Regions from separate parts of the Hordeum vulgare genome. Here all the other regions are linked to region 1. The links are chromatin contacts, called in public Hi-C maps. All regions are on one chromosome and are shown on one strand. Each heading gives the region's core, a stretch centred on a gene start, on an enhancer-like site or on the middle of the called end of the contact. The rest is flanking DNA. Distances are from core to core; before and after follow the strand shown. Region 1 holds the start of LOC123442995 (serine/threonine protein phosphatase 2A 57 kDa regulatory subunit B' kappa isoform-like). Region 2 holds the start of LOC123442998. Region 3 holds the start of LOC123442994 (auxin-responsive protein IAA1-like).

The links. A called contact is a pair of places that touch in the nucleus more often than the background predicts.
Region 2: a Hi-C map of seedling shows a contact between it and region 1, with 5 times the contacts expected there. The contact joins the promoter of LOC123442998 here to the promoter of LOC123442995 in region 1. A contact is called at or near these places in 2 of 6 Hi-C or Micro-C datasets (leaf and seedling) and 1 of 1 datasets of contacts at active chromatin or transcription factors (embryo).
Region 3: a Hi-C map of leaf shows a contact between it and region 1, with 3 times the contacts expected there. The contact joins the promoter of LOC123442994 here to the promoter of LOC123442995 in region 1. A contact is called at or near these places in 5 of 6 Hi-C or Micro-C datasets (leaf and seedling) and 1 of 1 datasets of contacts at active chromatin or transcription factors (embryo).

What each region holds. Positions count from the first base shown.
Region 1 is chr3H:68,418,545-68,422,430 of MorexV3_pseudomolecules_assembly, reverse strand. LOC123442995 (serine/threonine protein phosphatase 2A 57 kDa regulatory subunit B' kappa isoform-like) reads right to left here and starts at 1,826. Exons shown (of 2, transcript XM_045119203.1): 1 at 210-1,826. The coding sequence starts at 1,304.
Region 2 is chr3H:68,619,800-68,623,430 of MorexV3_pseudomolecules_assembly, reverse strand. It overlaps LOC123442998, which reads right to left and starts at 1,310. Exons shown (of 3, transcript XM_045119207.1): 1 at 502-1,310; 2 at 95-429. The coding sequence starts at 1,214.
Region 3 is chr3H:68,172,893-68,176,635 of MorexV3_pseudomolecules_assembly, reverse strand. LOC123442994 (auxin-responsive protein IAA1-like) reads right to left here and starts at 1,982. Exons shown (of 5, transcript XM_045119202.1): 1 at 1,655-1,982; 2 at 1,285-1,508; 3 at 1,067-1,181. The coding sequence starts at 1,860.

The DNA of each region.
Region 1 (3,886 bases), core at 577-3,076:
ACACCTTCACAACTACTCTACAAAATAATGGTGATGATAACTCCCTACCAGAGACTCATGATAAATTCTTGTACTGATGTTTCACAAGCATATCTTGTTTTCTGTCGGTATTTCTAACCCTAGCAATTGTTGCAAGACAAAAGAAGATCATACAGAGGAGACACGGTTTAGGGACAAATAGTAATGAATGGCTAGGGTAAGAAACTTGCCTGAAAATGTGAGCTATTGAGGCAATTTGCGATCCTCCGGAATAATGGCACCATGCACTTCTGAAACTCGGCCATATCAATCAACTCAAGCACTTCTTCTAACTCCCCCAAGAACATCATCTCCTTCTGACTATTTGTAACTGGCCAGTACTTCAACAGACCTCTAATCACAGTTCCTGCAAGCTTCGGTTCCTTCTCTATAAATTGTGTTATGCAGTATGTGAGCTGCGGCAGATATACACCCACTGTCTTAGGCTTGTGAAGCGGAATTAACGCTTTCCATAGGAACAACTTATGTTCCTCCTTCAATGGCTTTGCAAACCCACTTATCACGCTGCCAAACACCTCCAAGAGCTCGGATATTCCATTGTGATGATCGGCCTCGGAGACGAACCTATAGAAGATATTGCTCACGGCCTTGCGGATGAACGGTCGGTTTCCCATGAATTTTCCATATATCCTGTGCAATACTGTCTTCAGGCAGTCCCTCTCTCTGGGATCATCAGAATCAAACAGGTCAAGCAGCTTGGAGATGAACGAACTGTCCACATACTTCCTGGCTACCTTGGGGTCAACAAATGGCGAGGTCACAAACCGCAGAAGCAGTTCATACACAACTTGCAGGTGGTACCAAGAGGGGTCGAAGAAGGGCTCGTCCTCCTCTGTCTCCGATGCGGTGGTGCCTGATCGGACCTTGGGTGGGAAGACCCTGAAGAGATTAACGGCGAACATGCGCACGCACGCCGACATCATCGCCTCCGTGAGCGGCTCCTCGGCGGCGCCAATGCAGTCGACGAGGGACATGAGGACCTGCCGCTTCCTCTCCTTCTCCGGCGAGTCCTTGCCCCGGTCAGTGAAGTCGTACACCGTGCAGCAAATAGTCACCTTCTCGATGAAGGCGTCCTCCCTGGACCTCCCCTCGGCTCCGGCGGCCCCCGAGGGCGACCTGGGCGAGGCGGGGGGCTTCCCGAAGGCCCCATTTTCCCTGGGAGACATGGGATTGGACTTCGCCGTGGGCGAGCCCCCTCCGCCGCCGCCGCCAGGGCCAGATTTCAGCGATTTCCACGACAGCTTGCCGATAAATTGCTTCCACATGGCGGCAGAATACGGCGGCACCAACACCACATCAAATTCTCCCCCAATCAAAGAACCATTGCGAGAAATCCGTCCTCCCGAGAACCGGCCGTGAAATTCCTCGCAGAAATTTTATGTAAAAGACGCACCTTGCGACGGCAACAGGGGATTGCAATGGCAGGGAGGGGGTGGACTTCCACGGCAACGGCAACCGGAGATCTCAGGGCGAATTCCTTGCTCTCGGGCAGCTTACCGGCGCAAATGCGACGGATCAAGAACCAACGAATGAGCGCACCACCAAAGAAGGGAGGAGAGGACGGGCCGCCTCAATCAACGGGGCGCGTGGAGGAGCCGGGGACGCGACGGCGCGGAGGGGGGAGGCGGATCCAGCAATGGCGGCCTCAGGGCCAGATCCGGGGGAGGGAGGCGGCCATGGATGGGATCTCGGGAGGAGGGATGGGAGGGGGGAAAGGGCGCAGAAGTGGGGATTTTTTTTTTGGCGTTTTGGAGGGGGCGGTGGTACACAGACACACTGGAGGACGACAGTGCGAGTGAGGGAGAGAACGTCAGAGTGATGATGCATGGACGATACGGTTCATCTGGGCCGTCCGGTCATGGGGAGCGTGGCACGGCAGCCGTTGGATTGTCGAGCGGTTCTTTCCTCCTCCTGGTAAATTGTTCTCCTTGCAGAGATGATGATGGCGATGTTGGATAATAGGAGATCAGGTGCAACGGTCGAGAAATGTCATGTCATTCGGCAGTTTATCTTTTTTTCTTTTTTATTCGATGATGAAACTTATTACGATTAATTTATCATGGTGAAAGCCTCACGTCTTTTTTGAAGGAAATAATAATGTATTTTTTTTCGAAAGGATAATGTTTTATTATGGACACACTGGATAATACATAATCATCGTAGTGCTCCCACATGATCGGGCTCGTCTTCCTCCTCGTCAACGTTTTACTTCGGTATCGAGCTTCACTCTTTGGTTTAGCGGTGCTTGTCGAAATGTTGGGTTAGGTGAGAATCTCTTCGGGTTGCAAGACATATCGCATGCTTTTAGAACTTGGGTCGTGATAGATGAGTTATGTGATGATGACGACTCCAACACAATCCTTATGAGAAACACCAGCGACTTGACAACTGGGGAGGAAGCAAAAAGGCAAGAGTTGACGACTGCGTTGAGTAGACATTTTGTTATAGATTTTGTATTTACACAAACCAGAAATTATTTCTGAGACAAGGATCGTGATCCTTAAAACTTTTAGAACTAGTTCCGTTTTCTTTATCCGAGTTAGGCATTTTGGCTCTCAAGCAAACCTGGCCGATTGGGTTGTGCCTTTTTGGCCAGCCCGTTAGCATGCATGTCTAGCTCGTGACAAGTCGGCTCGGCATGTGATCTGCCTAGGGGCATGCCTGTCCATGGAGGTTGGACACGCGTGCTGGTACGACACATTCAACTTAGTTTTTTTATAGGCCAAATAAGTAGTCCAATAGGCTAAATAATGGTGGACTCACGGCTAAACGTGTCGGTGGGCCGACCCGTTTAATAGTAGTGTCGTGCCTAGGCCGTGGAAGTTAGCACACATGTTGGCCGGACATGGCTCGTGTACTTACTAAGCGTGTTTGGTCAGGTCGTGTTGTGTTGTGCCTGATGGGGTGATCTATTAGTGGTAGGGTCATAGACCATACATCCAGGGCCTATCTATAAGTGATATATAAAATACTTTAGGTAATGTTATAAATTGATTCATATTTTATTATTGCATAATAGTTATTGTATTCTAACTTATCCATGGCTTATACCCCCGATACAATCCATAGCATCATCAAAACACGTAAACTATGCAAGCAAAAACAGAATTTGTCTAAAATAGAACAGTCTGTAATGATCTATAAAGAACCTATACTTATGTAGCTTCAAAAATTTAGAAAAAATAGAAAGGCCTGAGGAATTTGTATAGAAATAATGTGTAAAAATTTTAGCTTGAAAAGACGTTTCAGTGAAATCAGAGAATTCTGCACTGGACGTCAAAGTTTGTGTTTTTGCACTGTATCAATTCTACTTATCACACAAGTCATGACAAAGGCTTTACTTGGCACAAACACTAATTTAAATATAAAACACAATCATTACAGAGGAAATAATCATTTTATAACACCCAAACAGAAGGTAAAAAGCAAAAATTAAGATAACTATTGGGTTGCCTCCCAAGAAACGCTATTGTTTTATGCATTTAGCTAGGCATAATGCATATGATCAAGTGTTGTCATCTTTCACACTCAACCCATAAGTAGCCCTCATGATGGATTCATAAGGTGGTTTGGTTATATTTCTAGGGAATTGTTCCATCCCTTTATTAAATGAAAACTGGAACCTTATGTTTCTCTCTTTCATATCAATAATTGCACCTACAGTTCGTAGGAAAGGTCTTCCAAGTATTAATGGACAAGTAGGATTGCAATCAATATCAAGCACAATGAAATATAAATGCACATAATTATTATTTGCAATAATGAGAACATCATTATTTCCACCTAAGTGTTTCTTAATGGTAGAATCCGCAAGATGCAAGTTTAGGGAACACTCTTGAATATTAGT
Region 2 (3,631 bases), core at 61-2,560, 200 kb before region 1:
ATTCACAAACCACAACCAACTAAATAAGCAAAGATACAGAAGCTGTAACGAAAATGCAAGACAATAGACAAGAAGCAAGGTCTAGCACCAATACCTGGAGCGTAGAAGCTCATGTAGGGTAGGACGCTAAAGTACTGTGCGGGCTCGTCAACCTTCCTGACTCGCCCTGACTTCAGCTCTACAGTGAATAAGCCAGCATCTGTGTTTATGAAGATGACACCCACACCCTCTGCAGAACCAGCCACAAATGGTTTGTAATCTGGATCGACAACGGGTATAATTGTCTTGAGCTCGATGATCCTGCATTTCACCCATTTTGCAGCTGCTTCTGAGTTCACCTTCTTTGACCACAGATAAAGAGTAGAACTCTCAGTGCAGGCAAACCCCAGCGAGCTGTCCTCCATCACCATGAGAGCAATTGGGCTCCTCCTGTGTGGAGGCGGGTTAATCATGGATAAGCAGTTGATTGACAGGTTGTACTTGACGATTTTGTGAGCAGACCGAAGTGTGAAGTAGACTTCATCTCCAATGACAGCTGCTCGCCGAGGCATGACATAGGGTAGGTGGTAGCTGTTTTCTGCAATGTCATCTCGCATGTGCTGGGCATAGCATTGGCAACCGTCGTCAAGAGATACTGGCGCACTCCACGCACCTGTCGCAGATGAGTACACGCTGGCCTTAACGAGACGGTCGCCGTCGTCGGTGGCCAGGAAGGCCACGCGAAAGGGACCGCCTTGGCAGTCGAGATGTTGGCAGCCATCCGCGGCGCAGAACACGGCGGCGGTGCAGATGAGCCAGTCGATGCCCGGCGCGGGTAGGACGTGCCGGTCGCCCGTGACGGGGTCCGAGACGACGAAGACCAGGCCCTCGTCCTGCACCACGTGGATGAGCACGCGGCCGTGGCGACAGTCGAGGGGAACGGGGTGCTTACCCTGGCCATCGGAGCCCGGGTAGGGGAAGTCTGGCATCGACGTGGTGGAGGTGAAGCGGGGCGGGGGCGTTTCTTGGAGGACCTGGAACCTTTGGAGGAGGCCGAGGAGGGGAGGGGCTCCGTGGAAGGCGCGGTAGCGGCGGCGGAAAGAGGGGTCGCAGACGACGCGGAGCCACGACTTACAGACGAGGGCGGCGCGGAAGAGGTGCTCGGGCTCATCAGGAGGAAGGAGTAGGAGAACCTCGCCGACGAGCTCGTCCATCAGCTCCGGCGGTGGCGCCATGGTGCGGCTGGCGGACTGGGTGGGGGACGCCGCCGGGTCCGGTGGGGAGGAGACCAAGAAGCGAGTGAGAGGGTGAGACGGCCCCGTTCTACTTGTGGTTCGGCTCGACTAGGGTCTGGGCCGCGCGGGACCACCAATATAAACCCTTTTGCCGCACGCTACGGCAAATTGTCGGGGCTTCGGACAGGGCGCAGGTGTACTGGCCGGCCCATTTTCTTATCTTATTATTTCTATTTATTTTCTTTTTTTAATGTTCAGAAACTTCAAAAATGATTGTAATTTTTATAATTTGATCAGATTTCCATAAAATATTCCTGTTTTCAAATTTATTTTAGAAATGTTCATAAATTCAAACACGTTTATAATTTAAATTTTTGTTTGCTTCTTTTCAGAAAAGAATCAAAATAACAACAGAATAAAATTTATAAAAAATGATTGCATTAAAAAAACCAAAAAAAGTTTTGAAATTTTGGAAAGAATCATAAATTTTTCAACAAATTTCAAAAAAACAATGTATTTTTTAATATTGTTCGTAATTTTCAAAAATGCATTTTCCAATGTTCCTGTTTGTTCAAATGTTTGATTTTTTTTTAAATTTGTTCACAAATTTAAAAATGTTTGTGTTTTAAAAAGTAGTTAATTTAAAAAATACATTTTGAAATTGCAAAAGATGTTTAAATCTGTCACGACATGTAGTTCATATACAACATCCTGCCTATGTCGACTCTAAAGCTCACGAACATGCAATGGCAAGAGACGACGTTCATCACTTGGAGGTTCTAGGTCCCGGACTTTCCTCGCCCTGATCCAAACCAAACAACCAAATTTTAATTTAGGTTTTTTTAGACAAACTCCGAAGCTTTATTCATTCGTCATAATGTTTAGAAGGACGAAATCAAGATCATTGGGCTGGCCTAACCAGACATGGTAGCCAACCCCAAACGGTAAAACATGTCTCGCGAGTTTGTGAGCCTCGACATTCGAGCTCCTAAATTCATGACTAATTTTACATAAAAGAAAGGTAGACTTGTGTTGAACAATTTCATGAACAATCACCCCATATGCTCCTTCGTTCTTCTGTTGTATGTCATCAACAACCACCTTGCAATCAGAGGCAACTTGAACTCTCCTCTCATATAGATCATCGACTAGTGCTAGGGACTCCCCTTATGGCAAGCGCTTCCAGGGTGGCCAGGTCAAAGATGTGTGGGAAGACTATCGCCAAAGCACCCACGAAAACACCCTGTTCATCCCCACAGATAGCAGCAACCGAGCCATGGGATCTACCCCTCCCAACAGTTGCATGATTGTTAATTTTTGTCAGACCCGGTGGCGATGCGATCCATTGAGTTGGTCTGCTCTCTGGTGGACTATGACCTGATACCTCAACCATCTGGATGGCGTTAATCTCAATGACATAAGACTGAATGAACTCATGAATAGCATGCGGAGGTTGGAAAATGTCTTCGTACATCGCTTTCCGACGTGCTCCCCAGAGACCCCAAAGTGTGACCACAAAAACAAGTAAGTCTTCCCCCGAGAGTGATTCATGCATAGCAAGGAGCCACGATTTAGCATTATCGTCGTTGCTTCTGGCTAGCCTGTCCACGATGGCCTCATTCGAGAGTGCCTAGGTGCTCCTTGAGACCGAACAATCAAGCAGAGCGCGGCGCCATGTATCCTCCGCAGCGCAAAGGCAACATGAGCTAGTAGTGGACATGTTTCGATGGTTCATAAGTGCAGCCGTGGGGATGGAGTGACGAGCCAGCCTTCACACAAAGAATCTCATCTTCGAAGGAACCTTGATATTCCACAGATCAGTCCAGCCATCACTGTTTTGGCTGTTAGATGATGTCTCTCTCTCATAAAACCATGCTTCCCAGCCAAGCTTAGTGCACTGAATCATCCTGTATGCGGACTGGACAGTGAAGCTGCCCCTTCTCTCCTCTGACCAGGCCCAGAAATCCTCAGTTTGTCGTGTGCACAACGGTATCTGTAGAATAGCTTCAGCGCCAATGGGTACGAACACTGAACTGATCAGTGGCTCATTCCAGGCAGCCGAACCGTGGTCATTCAATTCTGAGACCCTTGTCGGTGGCTAAGCAACCAAACAAGTGATTGGCCTCTTCATATTCTCTCTTGGAAGCCAATTATCAGTCCAAATGTTTGTCGTTTCATCGTTGCCGATTCACCGTACAAGACCTTGGACCATCATATCCCTTTCCTCCAAGACCGCCCTTCAAATCTGAGATGGATGAGACCCCAGGCCCGCTTCAAACAGGTTATCTGAGGGGTAGTAAACCACTTTCAGGATTCGTGTACTAAGAGCATCAGGATTTTGCAACATGCGCCACACCTGTCTTGCGAGAAGAGCAATGTTAAAGACCTTGAGATCTCTAAATCCCAAACCTCCCAAA
Region 3 (3,743 bases), core at 733-3,232, 250 kb after region 1:
GTACTATCAAAGAAATCGAAGAGGGCCGCCAGACCGCCAAACTATCTAGAACCCACGCAAGGCAGTGATCACCCTTGCTAGATGGATCAAGAAACTATTGAAGGGTGCACGGTGAGTTATAGTGGAGAACAAAACTAGAAAGGAAACCTTATCCCTGGTAGCCTATCTTAACAAAGTTACGAAGCAGATTCTTTGGGTTAGGCATAGGCTGATGGATAGGCATCATGGTCTGCCCTGTTACTGGAAAGAAGCTGGACATCAAAGTTTTCTTATAATGTGCTAAGGTATATAGCATACAAATAGTTGTAATGCACTACCGAGGCGCAAGAACCAAGAAAGGACCCAACATCCAATTCTTATAAGACCCACAGGGTCAATTCCTCTGGATGCGACATGAGCTCAAAAACAGAGATGCAAGTAAATCAGGCAGAGTATATTCGTTTTCTTCGATTATCCATGCTCCACTAGGTGAATTCAGATTAACTTCAGGGGGAAAAGGGACAGCTTATGTTCACTTTAAAAATGGTATTCAGTTGGCTCCCAAATCACTTTGCTCAGGTCTGCCATATTCTTATACAAGCTACAATAACAAGATAAATGCAGACGGAATCAGAGAAGCAATTAATCTGTTCAAATCTCATGCTACAGGCCCACGCAATGCACTGTGTTAGTGCCAACAACCAACAACATCTCCTGGGGATCGAATTATTACGTATGAAAAATCAATCTCTTGCTCTGAACCGCAAACAAAGCAACCTTGGTGTTTCCTACCCAAATCGTAAAGCAAACAATTCATCACAACCATGTCCGTTGCAGATCTCAATCAAGCAAGCAATCTAATCTTAACAAAAATCACTTGTGAAAGTACTACGGGATTTGGTCAATTCACCCAGATCAAGGATAAGCACTTTGATCAGTCCTGACAAACAAATTAACCCAGTCCAAACAATCATGCAAGCACATAGTAGCAGAAATTAGCGTTAGGACACAAACTTTGCATAAGTAAGTAAGTAAAGAAACGAAACCATCAAGGTTAAAGGAGAGGACGATGGCGCAAGAAGCTCACTTCCAGGGGACGTCGCCGACGAGCATCCAATCGCCGTCCTTGTCCTCGTAGGTGGGCACGTACTCCGTCCCGTTCACCGCGTCCACCAGCTTCTTCTCGTCGTTGGCGAACTTCCCTGCGCACCCACACCCAGCACGTCGTCAGCTGAGAACAGAACATGAAGCCGGCAAGCATGAGCAGCGGCCGGAGGCGGGGAGGGGCCGAACTGAGGTACTCACTGATGGTGAAGTGGGAGCGGAACTTGTCCTGGAGCGCGCGGAGGAGCTGGTCGTAGCCGGCGTGGTCCCGCAGGTTCACCTTGCGCAGGTACGGCGCGCCGTCGACGGCCACCTTGACGAACTTGGCCGGCGCGGCCGCCGCCGCCCTGGTGGAACCGGCGGCGACGTTCTCGAGCGCATTCTTGCGGAACGACCTCACCGGCGGCCAGCCCACCACCCGCGCCCTGGCGAACCAAACGAACAACGGAAACCCCAGTCAGGTCAGTCAATCCCAACCCAACGAATTCCCGCGCGGTTCATCGCAAGCAAGAAAGCCTTTTTTTTACGGGGAACAGACAGACAAGGGAGGGGGAGGGACGGCGGCACGTACTTGGGGGCCGGCGGAGCCTCGGCGAGGAGGGAGGAGCGGTCGGCGAGGGAGCGGGAGGAGGAGGAGGAGGAGGCGCCGCGCTTGCGGTCGGGGTCGGCGGGGGAGGAGCCGGGAAGGCGCAGGGTGAGCGTGAGCGCGGTGTCCTCGAAGTCGAGCCCGGACACCGCGGAGGACTCCGTGGAGCTCCGCTCCGTCTCCGCCGACATGGCCGCCGGCCTCTCTTGAGCTCCGCGCGTGTCGGCGGTGTCGGCTGCGTCGTCTTCCTCGGCTGCTGCGGCTGGTGCTGCCTGTGGTCCAGCTTTGTGTTGTGCGGTCCGGGGCGGCGGCAGGTTGGTTATAGACAGAGGCGGGCGGGCGGGCGGGCGGCCACCGGTCACCGACGGTCAACGGTCACGGCGCCGAGCTTTACGCACCGACACAAGCCCTACGCCTTATTTCCACCTACGCCCCTGCTTCCATCCCTGGCTAGGGCTGCGGTGCAATGCTAGACAAGCACGAGGGGCAGAGCGCAAAAGAGGCAGGGGTCGGCCTTCCCGAAACGGAACGGATGGCACGGGGCGGGTGGGCCCGGGCTGCCGGTTGGGCGCCCTGCAGCGGCCCGCGGAACCGGCGAGCGGCGGGGCCGGGCGATGGGCAGCGGACGGCGCGGGAGGCCCGTCCAGGACGGAACTGCTGGGGGCGCGCGTCGTATCGATATCATGGGCGCACGCACGTACGGTTGCACCGTCGGCCTCAACCAACATGGATCCGTCCGTGCTGCCGGTGGGTCGCGCCCGATGGAACCAAATCTTGTGCGGGGGCTTTGTTCCCGGCTGACACGCCACCTTGTTCCGATTGGTTTTTGGCCAAGGGTCAAAAATGGTTCCGAGATTTTGTTTGGAGAAACACAACATGCGTTGTATCCTCTGTTCATAAATATACTCTCTCCGTTCATAAATAATTATAGCTAGAGAAAACTAAACTAAAAAAATCAACTATGATTATTTAAAAACGAAGAAAGTATAATTATTTTTAAAATATTTTGATATGAACTACATACAGATATATATAGATATATTTTAAAATATAGTTCCATTCATTTCATTTCATATGTAGTTTGGAATAGAATCTTCCGGAAAGAAAATTAAGAACAGAGGGAGTAGACGGATCACGAGATTGACAAAGTCATCAGGGACATCTAATCAAGTCAATCTGAGGAGTTGTTTATTTTTTTAAAGCTAAAAGAGAGACAACTTACTTTTTAAGACGCCCAAAAAGACTGACCCCTAATCAAGTAATCATTGATCGACATGGCAAACCAATTGATAATTGGAGGGTTGTTTATGGGTATAGCATGAGTACTTGGAGAGATAATTGATTTTCGAGAAGTTCTGGCCTAAAAATTACGGGCAAAAGGAACAAAACAAGGCTCAAGTGGGTGTCTCATTTATTTTTGACCGGATCGAGGAGATGGGACGAGCTTGAAGGAATATGTTGTATCCCCATGATGCAGAGGAAAATTTAGTCTACGTATTATGTCGTCTGAAGATGATGATTTTATTGCGTGGCATTTTGAGAAGAATTGTTTTTTAGTTAACAATGCGTACAACCTTGTGTTAAATCTCAAGGATGTCTTCGGGCAGTCTAGTGGTGTTGTGAATGGAAAAGGAGAGTGTGTATGGTATTATTCGGAAGATAATCCCCTCCCGACAAGATATTATTTTTTGCTTAATGTGTTGTATCCAATAGTTTAGCAGTCCAAGTTATAGAGCAACGCACCATCAAACTAATTCTGATATGTGCTCCAATTGTGGTGTCAAAGACGAAAGTGTTTTTCATACTCTCGTTATGTGCCTAAGGCTCGTGCGTTGCGTGTGCTATGAAAAATATTTGGGATATGTCGGGGGAGGAGCTATTTATATTTCGAGGACTAGATTTATTGCTTGTGTTGATGGAAAAGCTTCTCGCAGCTTGGCATTTGAAAACAATTTGATTTTGGGTAAGGGGAATGCATTTGTTTCTGCTTTTACTGCTTTTGTGGATACTTATTGGTTGTCCTTTACTTCTTGTCACTTTGTTGCGGAGACCAAGTCAAATCACAAAGGTAAGA